2 separate regions of the Drosophila melanogaster genome follow, and region 1 is linked to region 2. The links are chromatin contacts, called in public Hi-C maps. All regions are on one chromosome and are shown on one strand. The core of a region is the stretch at or near the end of the contact, and the rest is flanking DNA. Distances in the headings are between cores, read along the strand shown.

Region 1 (5,256 bases), core at 886-3,385, 100 kb after region 2:
TAAAAAATTTTGGAATTTTATTGACCAGAGAGCCAGGCGAAATGCAAGATCATTTTGATACGCAGCGAACGGCTTGCTCCGCGGTGAATCTCCTTCCCCCACCCCCCACACCCTTTAAAGAAACTTAACGAGCCAACAAATTACTACACGTCATAAAACTCAACTCACAGAAATATACCAAGATGCGACCGCGGCGGCGCGGTCTAAAAATAATATTCGTAGCGCCCAAAAGGCAGGCGACTTCTTTAGGGGCCCTCTGCCCCTCGGGTGACATTATCAAAATGATTTAGCAGCACAGTCGCGGTGACATTAGGCAGATTTCCAATGCCATTGGATGGCACATTTAATAGACGCACCGCAGGGCGGTAAACTATCGAAAAAGCAAGCTTTAACATCAAATTTTGGGACGGCAACTGAAGAGGGACTACGATCTAACCATCAAGTAATTTGTACATTTGATTATTTGGCTTTCAGAAGCTTGCACTTCAAAAACACATTGAAATGCTATAAGTATATCTAAGCATATTTAAATACATTTCCAAGTTGCAATAGGAAAATGTATTTCATTTTTATTTATGCACGTTATGTGGAGTATCCTTATTGAATTATAAATGTTCATGGATCACTGACATGCATACAGAATATTTGCCATGCGAATTTCGAGTATTTTCGTTACCAAGGAATTTTAAAAATTCACGGTCGGGAGAGCCCTTGTTTTAGTTCCCGGAAGTTTCCTGACCAAACATGGGCTGCGCATTCACGGAATCGTTTTCGTCACCTGTTGAGATCACAGTGATCACCGATGATCGCTCCTTAGCTTTCTGCATCATCTGCTCTACGGTTTGGCGCCGGTAGCGACGGATATTTCCCTGTGTCACCTGACCCTTTTCATCCATGCGCATCTGCTGGGGATGTCGGCGCAACCACGTCCACGGCTTTTCACGATTAAATGGTTCGTGCAGGAGCACCGGGAGCGGATCGCCATAATACACTCGGTTCGTGGTCCGCTTAGGAACAGGCTCAACATCGCTGGCCTTCTTCCTTTTCTTCGAGCCGCGTGCCGAGTGGCTCTTGAGCACGGCTTTCGAAGCAGAAGCCTTGACTCTTTCATAGTACGAATCGGAATTTACATTGGCCTTGATGCTATGCCGTGGCGGCTGTTTTTTTGGATTTGTGACATTGCTGTCCAATTTGAGGTCTTTGATGGCAGTTATTAGTTTCTCAGTATCGCGCGTCAGATAAGTCTTATCATTAACGCGAATGAGCAATTTGGCGAGCCGCCTGGTCCGCTCTAAAGCTAAAGAATCCGTGAAAACCCATTTTTCGGGCGTGTGCATGACATCTAAGCCCGCGGACTCAAGGCTGGATCCAAAAACATATCCAGGATCTCCTGCTGTGCGTTGCTCCAGGCCGGTGTTGAGATGACTTCTGTTTTCTGAGGCCCTGGCTTCCGAGTTTCTTAATCGCCTCCTGCCGTTTTGACGAGCGATTGAGTCGTGATCGATACCAGCTCTACGCGCTATGGAATCCCTTTTAAGTGTCCCTCGTAGGCCGCTAACGCCTGCATCAAATGCACGGAGCTCAGTGGGTGGAGATTGCTTCAAAACAGTTTGCACGGCGCTCATTAGTAGCTGCAGTGAGTCCTGGCTAAGGCGGCTCCTTACATTCCCATGAGTATCGAAAATTCTCATAAAGTTCTCACAGGCACCGCAGTTCACAAAGGGAACTCTACAAGAGGGGCTTAAGGTCTCCGTCTCGGCGGGATGAAGGATCTCTGAAAAGTTCTGGAGGGTCAGTGTGTGCAAAAAGTCTGACACCAAATCCGGCGGACGATTCAGGGTCGTGGCCAGGGCCAAAATAATGCGCTGGTTGGTGAGGAACCAACGCTCCTTGTGCGACTTCTGCGGACATCGACACCCCAGCTCCATCAGGACCGACAGGCGTTTCTCCTCCACCGAGTCATTGTTCAGCTGCTTGTATGGGTTCTTCGGGGAGTTTCCCGCCGGAGGCTTTCGCGAAGAGCGACAGGCACAGGGCGCAAATCGCTGAAGGCAAAAGCCGCTGCCGAGAAGATTGCCCGCGAAGATTCCATTCCTCAGGCTGAGCATTCTCGCAATAACTGTTTTAGTTCAAAATATATTTTCCCCAACTAAAATAGAACTGTCATATGAAATTTGTAAAGGGCGTCTCAAGTGAGAAAATGCACATATGTATTTGTCCAATATGTCCAAGCCACTCAATCGGATTAATCCCAGCTCTGCTTAACTTTTTGTAATGTTCCTGTGCTAGAAGTGGTCGGCAGGAATTGATCCACCTGGCAGATACCACAAATCCGCTACGCAGTCTGGCTAACGCGGGATAGTCGTCTTCAGCAAAACCAGTACGAAATCTCGACGGTTGTGACAACGTGGATACATTTGAAAGACATTTACAAAACAAAAATGCCAGTCATAATCGATTCGACTCTTCTGTCACGAACTATAATAGTTATATATTACTTATTTTTCAATTGGGCTTTGCGTTAAAATTGTTTACTTTTAAATGTTAAATGTTGTTAATGAACAGACCGTTTTATATCTTTCTTTCTTTCCGCCTGTTCAGATTAATTCAGATAACTGTCTGCGATTCAGGTTTATGTTGCATAGTTACACAGTTACGATCTTCATCGTTCTCATAACTGGGCTACTCAAATTGAAATTAGCTGTCAAAAATAGAGAAAACTTACTCTCGGTATGTATGTACATACGTATGCGAGATCCCTTATAATTTGTATAAGGCATCAAAATACATATGTACATATGTTGTATTTTGTTACACATACATATGTACATATGATGTGTATTGATGCATTCTCACCTGGGGACGAACTATTATACGTGTATACACATGTTGGTGTAGCTAGGTGAAGGTAGGCAGAAGGGAGAACTGTGAAATAACCGTCAGCTTGAGGATTGCAAAAAAAAAGCTGGACGGTAAATGACAATACACCTCCCCGTCAACCATTGTGCTTCACTTTGGCACCAACAACAATTAACCCTCCGCGAAGGCAAGAACAAGGAAAACTCAAAAAACCAAACAACTAAAAGGGGGAAAAGAAACAAAACTTAATCTAGCCCAATTCTATTGGGTGCGAGAGCGAGACCGCGTTGTGCGCCGCTGCTTGACAGAGGGGAAAGCAAAGCAGATCTGAAAAGTGACGGGGGTGAGCAAACGCTGTATAAGGGGAAAAACGGGGCAATAGGAACGGCTGAAATGAAACCGCAGCTGTCTCTGCAAAAGGGGAAATAAAGAGTAAACTAATAGGAATTTCGCTCTTTTGTTCTCTCTCTCTCTCTCTTTCTCTCTCTTCCCCTCTGATTGGAAACAGCGCTGCACGAGAGAGCGTTCAATTGGGAGAAACAAAAACGCAAACAAACCCAAACCACACACGCACACACACCAGCAAACAGCGCTGCAAGTGCTGAATTACCGGCACTTCTTCTTCTTCGACGGCGTAAACGGCAGAGGCGTCGACGCACGACTTCCGCAGCACCCCACTCACACACATACTAACAACGCACAATAAACAAAACCCCAGTAGCTTGTGTCGGTTGGGATTTCAAAACAACGTTCGACGAAAGTTCACAGCAAATTCCGTTGGTAAGGAATCTGAAATCGTATTTACGTTTACAGATAATTATAGTATCACAATTGGAGTTGGAGAGTATTAGCTGGTTAACGACAATATTGGTCGCATTTGATGATCAGTAGATAGTAGATAAGACTTCCATAAGCACAAGAACGTTGCAAGATGTTCGACCTAAAATTTCGGATATTTTGGAGGCACGAGTGCGAGACTGTGAAAAAGTAGTTTGTTCAGAGGAAAAATACTGTTCACGCCCACACTGTGGAAACTGCTTCATTTTATTATTTGTCTTTTTCAAATTTCAAATGTTATCCTTGTTTTTGAGAACATCCTACAATTCAAGGATAGTAGAATCTTGTAAGCTATATGTATGCTATATTATCACATTGTAATATACACCAATAAAGCTTGGAGAAAACCACCACGTTAAATAAGGAAACAGTTATTTTGAAAATATGAAAAATATGTGTATGTATATTTACCTAATTAAGCAGAAAACAAGAGAGAATACTATAGTCGAGTTCCCCGACTATCAGATACCCGTTATTTACCTAGTGTGAATGCAAACGCAAAATTGATTAATTTTTCTGAGATATTGATAAATGATAATTGGGAATAAAATGAGAAAAAAATTTAGAATTGGTTCAAAAGTGTGGGTAAAAGTTTTTTTTTTTTGCAAATCGATAGAAATTTACAAGACAAATAGAAATGTGAAAAATATCAACACGTCCTTCAAAAGTGTGGGCACGGCAGTTCAGTGGGATTTGTGGGCGTTTGAGTGGGCGTTGCAACGTGGGTAAAAAAACTTGCGCTGCGTCTTTGTCTCTAGAATTTGTATGCTGCATCTCATACGGACAGACGGACATAGCTAGATCGACTCGATTATTGATCATATAAAATATAATATAAGAGGTAAAAGTAAGAAGTAAAAAAATGTCGCATCACTTACCCATGTACGAATTTAGTATTTATGTAAATCTTATCGGTTTCTTCAAAAAAAAAAAAAAATAAAACTGTCGAATGTTGTTTTGCATCCTATTCACTCATGGGATTTACTCAGGATTACTAGAGTCGATCTGGGCATGTCCGTCTGCCCGCCGTCTATATGACCGTAGGAACGATTCCATTTCGGAAACTATAAAAGTTGAAAAATTTGAGATGCGCATGCCGATTGTAGTGCCGACGAGCACAGCTTTAAAAAATGACTTGCCTTTTTATTTTAAAATTTAAAAATTTCAGCCAAGACAACTAAGAGAACCACTAATAGTAATGAGAAAAAATCACAATCCATCTATTATTCATATATTGTAAATGATCGAGCTTGGAAACAGGAATATTGAACTGTATCATTTACATCAATCAATTATGAATGGTAAGGAATTGAGTAATTAATGGTTACATCTATTATGTCCTTAGAGCATATACTAGACTGTATGCTACAAATAATTATGTTAAGTTCCCTTCAGACCATAAATGCACTTGGATAATATTATATCAAATTTATAATATTCATTGTAAATTAATTTGTTTTATGTATAAGTTAGTTATAGAGGAGACTACGGCTTAGGTCGATCTAAAAATAAGGTAATAAAATACGTACACATATGTTTGCCGTTTAGCTAAATTGGACA
Region 2 (4,803 bases), core at 1,300-3,799:
TAACTAAGATGTTATCTTATATCTTCCATTTCTAAAAATTTCAGAACTTGAATTAACTAACTCCTAACTTCTGAGAGGAACGATGGCCAGTGAGCGTGGCCAATCTGACACGGAATTGAGTGACATTTCAATGGAGTTTGGTGAGTGAGTGAGACAAGGAATAGCCATTTCTTCATTGTTGTATTCACTTTGGTTCGGAAACTGGCCCTGCGCAGAAGTTTCGTAAAAATGCTGCTCTACAAAACAATAAATCAGCGACAAATTTTGCAATTTAGAATTTAAATGTTTTCGATTACCAATCGAATACATTTCAATACATTAATTTTAAGTCATTTTTTATGAGCTCCTCAAATGTTCATCGGCTTACAGGGCACCTTACCTTCCAATTTGTATATACGTATGTATGTATTTATGGCCAAACTATTTTCCATCCGATCTTTGGTTAATATTTTTACCCGTTACTACTTAGTTTATATTTCTTTCGATCGATATGTCAGAAAAATGTTGAAAATTCTAATTCGCACTTTTACCAGCTTTGTACCTTGACTATAGGCTGGCTTAAATTCGTTCCATGCAAAAGTCCGTTTTATTAATTTCCAAATAGACCAAAGAGGATATATGTTTGCGTTTATGTTTAGGGCTCCTTTTAGAAATAGTTTGGATATATGAAAACATTTTGAAACAAGGAAATTCCTTAAAAAATTTTGTTTTTTATGTTTTATAGCTTTTACATACATAAAAAAATTGTTTTTGCATATTGATAAAAGTTGGAGAAAGAAAAAGGGAAAATAAGAACAAAAGAAAATGCTATAGTCAAGTTCCACTACTATCAGATTAAATGTCATCATTTTTTTGTCATAGCGATATTTATTATATCGATTTTGGCAAATAAAATGAGAAGATATGACAAAATTGTTCTAATATGTTGTCCTGGCCGTTTTGTGCGTTTTGTAGGTAGTTAGGAGGGGCGTAAACAAAATGTTTTTGGTACAAAGAATCTATAAAAATTGGCAATTGACATTTCTATTACAATGTCTCTAGAATCTGTATGCTTAGTCTCCTGATCTCGACGTTTATAACGACGGGCATATGTATATGGCCAGATCGACTGGGCTATCAATGAATGATACATATGTACATATATTGATACATATGTATCAATGAATTAAACCTGATATAATAGCAAATACAGCTCCTATAGATAACACATAATGAAAATGAGCTACTACATAAGTATCATCTATAATAATATCTACTTATGAATATGTACATATATTCTTTCAACGAATCTAGTATACCATTTTACTATAAGGGCAGAAAACTGAAAACATTTTGTAAAAGTGTGGGAGTAAATTTTTTGGCGGTTTTGTGGACGTTGACGTGGGCTCGGCAACATTCTGCAAAAACCTTGATAGCTAAAAATTTCGGCTTTTTTAGTTTCCGAAGTCTCGACCATCAAACGGACCAACTCTTCTCTCTATGTCCTTTTTAAACAACAAGTAATAGGTGTAGAAAAAAACAAGTTTTCCGTGTAATTGTTTATTTAATAATATATTATCCTAGGGAGATGCAATCCTAGTAACATTTTTTGAATAGCAAAGAATAATATTTTAAATCATGTACATGTACGTTAAATGTTTGAAAAAACTTAACAAAAGTGAATTTTTTCGTTACTATGTATTCGTCGACGCATTGTTGGTTTACCTTTATTTTTTATTTCATTTTATTTTCTTCCGATTTAATTTGTAAAATGATTAATTTTTTCAGAAATGGCGACAAATGGAATTAAATTTGTTTCTCCCATAAAATTCGAAGTAACTCATCCATCTTTCGAAATCACTCAAACATGCGAGAGCGAAACAGAAACCGGTCGCGCTCTTGTGCTCACGAGACAATAACTGTTCTTGCTCTTTCGCTTGTCGAATTTTCGAAAACAGTCTGTGGACAGAGGCGTTCGGATGAGGGTCTCGAACTAGGAAATTGTTACAAAATATATGGTAACATTTCGCTAATAATAAACAACGAAATATTTATTTATTAGTTCTTAAACGTACTCACAAAACATAGGTACCATATCAACCACTAATAGATTCTTTCAAGTTGTTAGCTTACACGAAAATGTTTTAACCCCCTCTTGAGATGTACGCCACTGACCCTACAAACCGCAAAACAGCTGATTTTTGTCGGTATGCAAGCAAACCTTTAATTAATGACAATTTAATGGCCAAAAGCAACCAAAATGTATTTACCAAACAATAATTCCATAGTATTTACCTTAGTTCAAGTCGAAACATAAATATGTTCATTTTATTTTATAATTTTGGGGTATACATATGTATATTACGAACCTGTGGATCGGAGTGCAAGTAGCAAGGTTGGATTAGAGGAAATAGTTTTTTCTCATCAAAGCAGAGCTTAAACACTGTTGCTGATGCGTATTTTCATTTAAATTCGATAGAACAAACTGTAAAACACAGATAATAAAACATAATTCACAGCGCACTTTTCACCAGCAAGCGTACGACGCACGCGACGAGTTGCTTCTCCCACAAGAAGTTCGAAATTCGAAATCGTTTGTGCAACTGAGAGAGAGAAGTTCGAATATTTGAGTGGTTTTTAAGTTCGAAAAACACCAGAGATTTCTGATTAGGGGGTAATTTACTTACAATTTTTTTTGATTGGACTTCGTGATCTTTTTCATATATACATTTATCGAGCTATAATTCCTAACGGTTAAGGTCTATTGGGGTCTCGAGGTTAATACGAACGGATAGATTGAGATGGCTATTGATCTTAATAAAGAATATTTGGATCGGTTCTGTCTAGTTTTTTTACTCAACTCTTTTTTACTTCTTATTTAAATATTTTAAGGTGTAGAATATGTTTCGCAGTTGTGTCTCATCGTTTGTGTCCCAGATATGTATGTATTTACAGCTGTGTTCAATAAAATAGCAGTGCGAGGGAAACTAAGAAATACAAAGGTATTTTCCCTTTTTGGAATCGACTTTTTATTTCACTTATTTTTGTAAAATGGAATGTGTATATAGGAATAAAAAGAAAATCCCAATAGTTTTTCATGTTATCCTTTTCTGCTTAAATTCTTGAGCAAATTCACAACTTTTATGCTGTTCATAAGAATAGCAGTGTCTGGTTTTGTCCAACGTAAAGTCCCGAAAATATCAATATTTTCTAACGTGTGTTTGGTTCGTATATTTAAAAGAGCAATAATTAAAAAAAAAATAAATAAAAAATATTGTATATTATAGTAGATAGAGAAAGAAAAGAATGTTAATTCACCAATCAAAGAAAACATTTCACACATATTCTGCCTTCAGTTGTGTCCATAGAAATCGGGGACACAAGGCAAATCCATTTATATTGCGAAATCAAAACCATTTTTCCATGTCATTGGAATCCTCCACTAGAGGTGAACTAATTGCGTGTTCAGCGCAAAATCTTTTCGATTTATCGCCTCAGGTTGATTTTATGCTTCACATAGACACCACACAGCCGCTGCACATCCACATATTGATGCAGCATCCAAAGGACCGAAATGAGAGGTGGGCTCCAGAGGGCAACGGAGCGAATACCCGCTGATTTATACGCTTCAATCCCACATTTTTGTTTCTTCGGCTGCCATTTAGCTAAAATATTTCATATCCGAATTGCATCGCCGTCTCGAGCCTTCGCTCCTTCGTCTTCGTTTGGCTGCCAGGCAGAAGACTAGAGCGGGACGCACTGATGGCAGAGAGTGGGAGCGAGAGGGTACGCAATGGACAGCCGCTTCCCCGTAATTATGCGATTTGTTATTCGAGATTTGAGGCGATTGTGACTGGGCACCATGTAGGCGAGGAGGCGCTGAAGAAGCAGCAGTTCCACCGAGAAATGATTTAAACTGCGATTTCAATTCTGGCATTTCTGATTCGCCCAGTGTCTGTGTTGCAACTTGAGGCCCTCCCATACCATCTCCACAATCCGCCGCGCGGACCCCGGACACCGCAAGCTGAATTCGACACGCCAAGATCTGAGTATCCCAAATGATAATGCTGCGGCCATTGCATGTGCGATGGGCAGTCAGAGTCGGACGGGCGGACTGACTCCGGACCAACGGACAACATCCATTCGCTGACTGACTGACGTACTTGGGGGCTGACTGATATGGGTGGAACCAAAAGGCTCACAGAGCGGCGAAGTCTTCTTGCTGGACGCCCTGCAGCAGACATTATAGCCAACGAAAAATATTGGTTATATATTACAGTTTCTCAATATTTTAGTCAGATTCCGAAACCAAGCGAGAAAAACGAGTCATCGCTACCCTACATCAGGACAGTAAATATATGTAAGTATACTAGATTGTAAGTGTACTAGATAAGAATGTAGAATCAGTTTTAATCAAATGAAGTATATCTTGTGCCCTTCGTACACCCCGTGGAGCACGACTACAGCGTTCGCTCTTGTACAGTAAAAGGGTATACTACAAAAGATTCGTTGGATGAAGAAAGCATTTTCGACTATATAAAGTATATAAATTATTGATCAGGATCAATAGCCGAGTCGATATAGTTATGTCCGTCTATCCGTATGAACGTCGAGATCTCAGGAACTATAAAAGAGAGAGCATACAGATTCTAGACCCAAAGCCGCAGCGCAAGTTTGTTGACCCATGTTAGTGGCTTACGCCCACAAGCCGCACAAAACGAAATTTCGAAATTCGAAATTTTTCCATAAATTTATAAGTCTTAAAAATTTCTATCGATTTGCAAAAAATGTTTGCCATGGCTTTAACGCCCAAAAGCCGCCGAT

What was found. Hi-C and Micro-C count contacts between places; a contact is called where the count stands out from the background.
Region 1: a Hi-C map of the Kc167 cell line shows a contact between it and region 2, with 3 times the contacts expected there. The contact joins the promoter of CG11629 here to the promoter of CG31612 in region 2. A contact is called at or near these places in 1 of 1 datasets of contacts at CTCF or cohesin (the Kc167 cell line), 30 of 107 Hi-C or Micro-C datasets (the Kc167 cell line, the ML-DmBG3-c2 cell line, the OSC cell line and 14 more) and 1 of 6 datasets of contacts at active chromatin or transcription factors (the Kc167 cell line).

What each region holds. Positions count from the first base shown.
Region 1 is chr2L:21,896,154-21,901,409 of dm6, forward strand. CG11629 reads right to left here and starts at 2,136. Exons shown (of 1, transcript NM_136281.2): 1 at 513-2,136. The coding sequence starts at 2,108. The coding sequence ends at 717.
Region 2 is chr2L:21,792,898-21,797,700 of dm6, forward strand. CG31612 reads right to left here and starts at 2,550. Exons shown (of 4, transcript NM_165400.3): 1 at 2,497-2,550.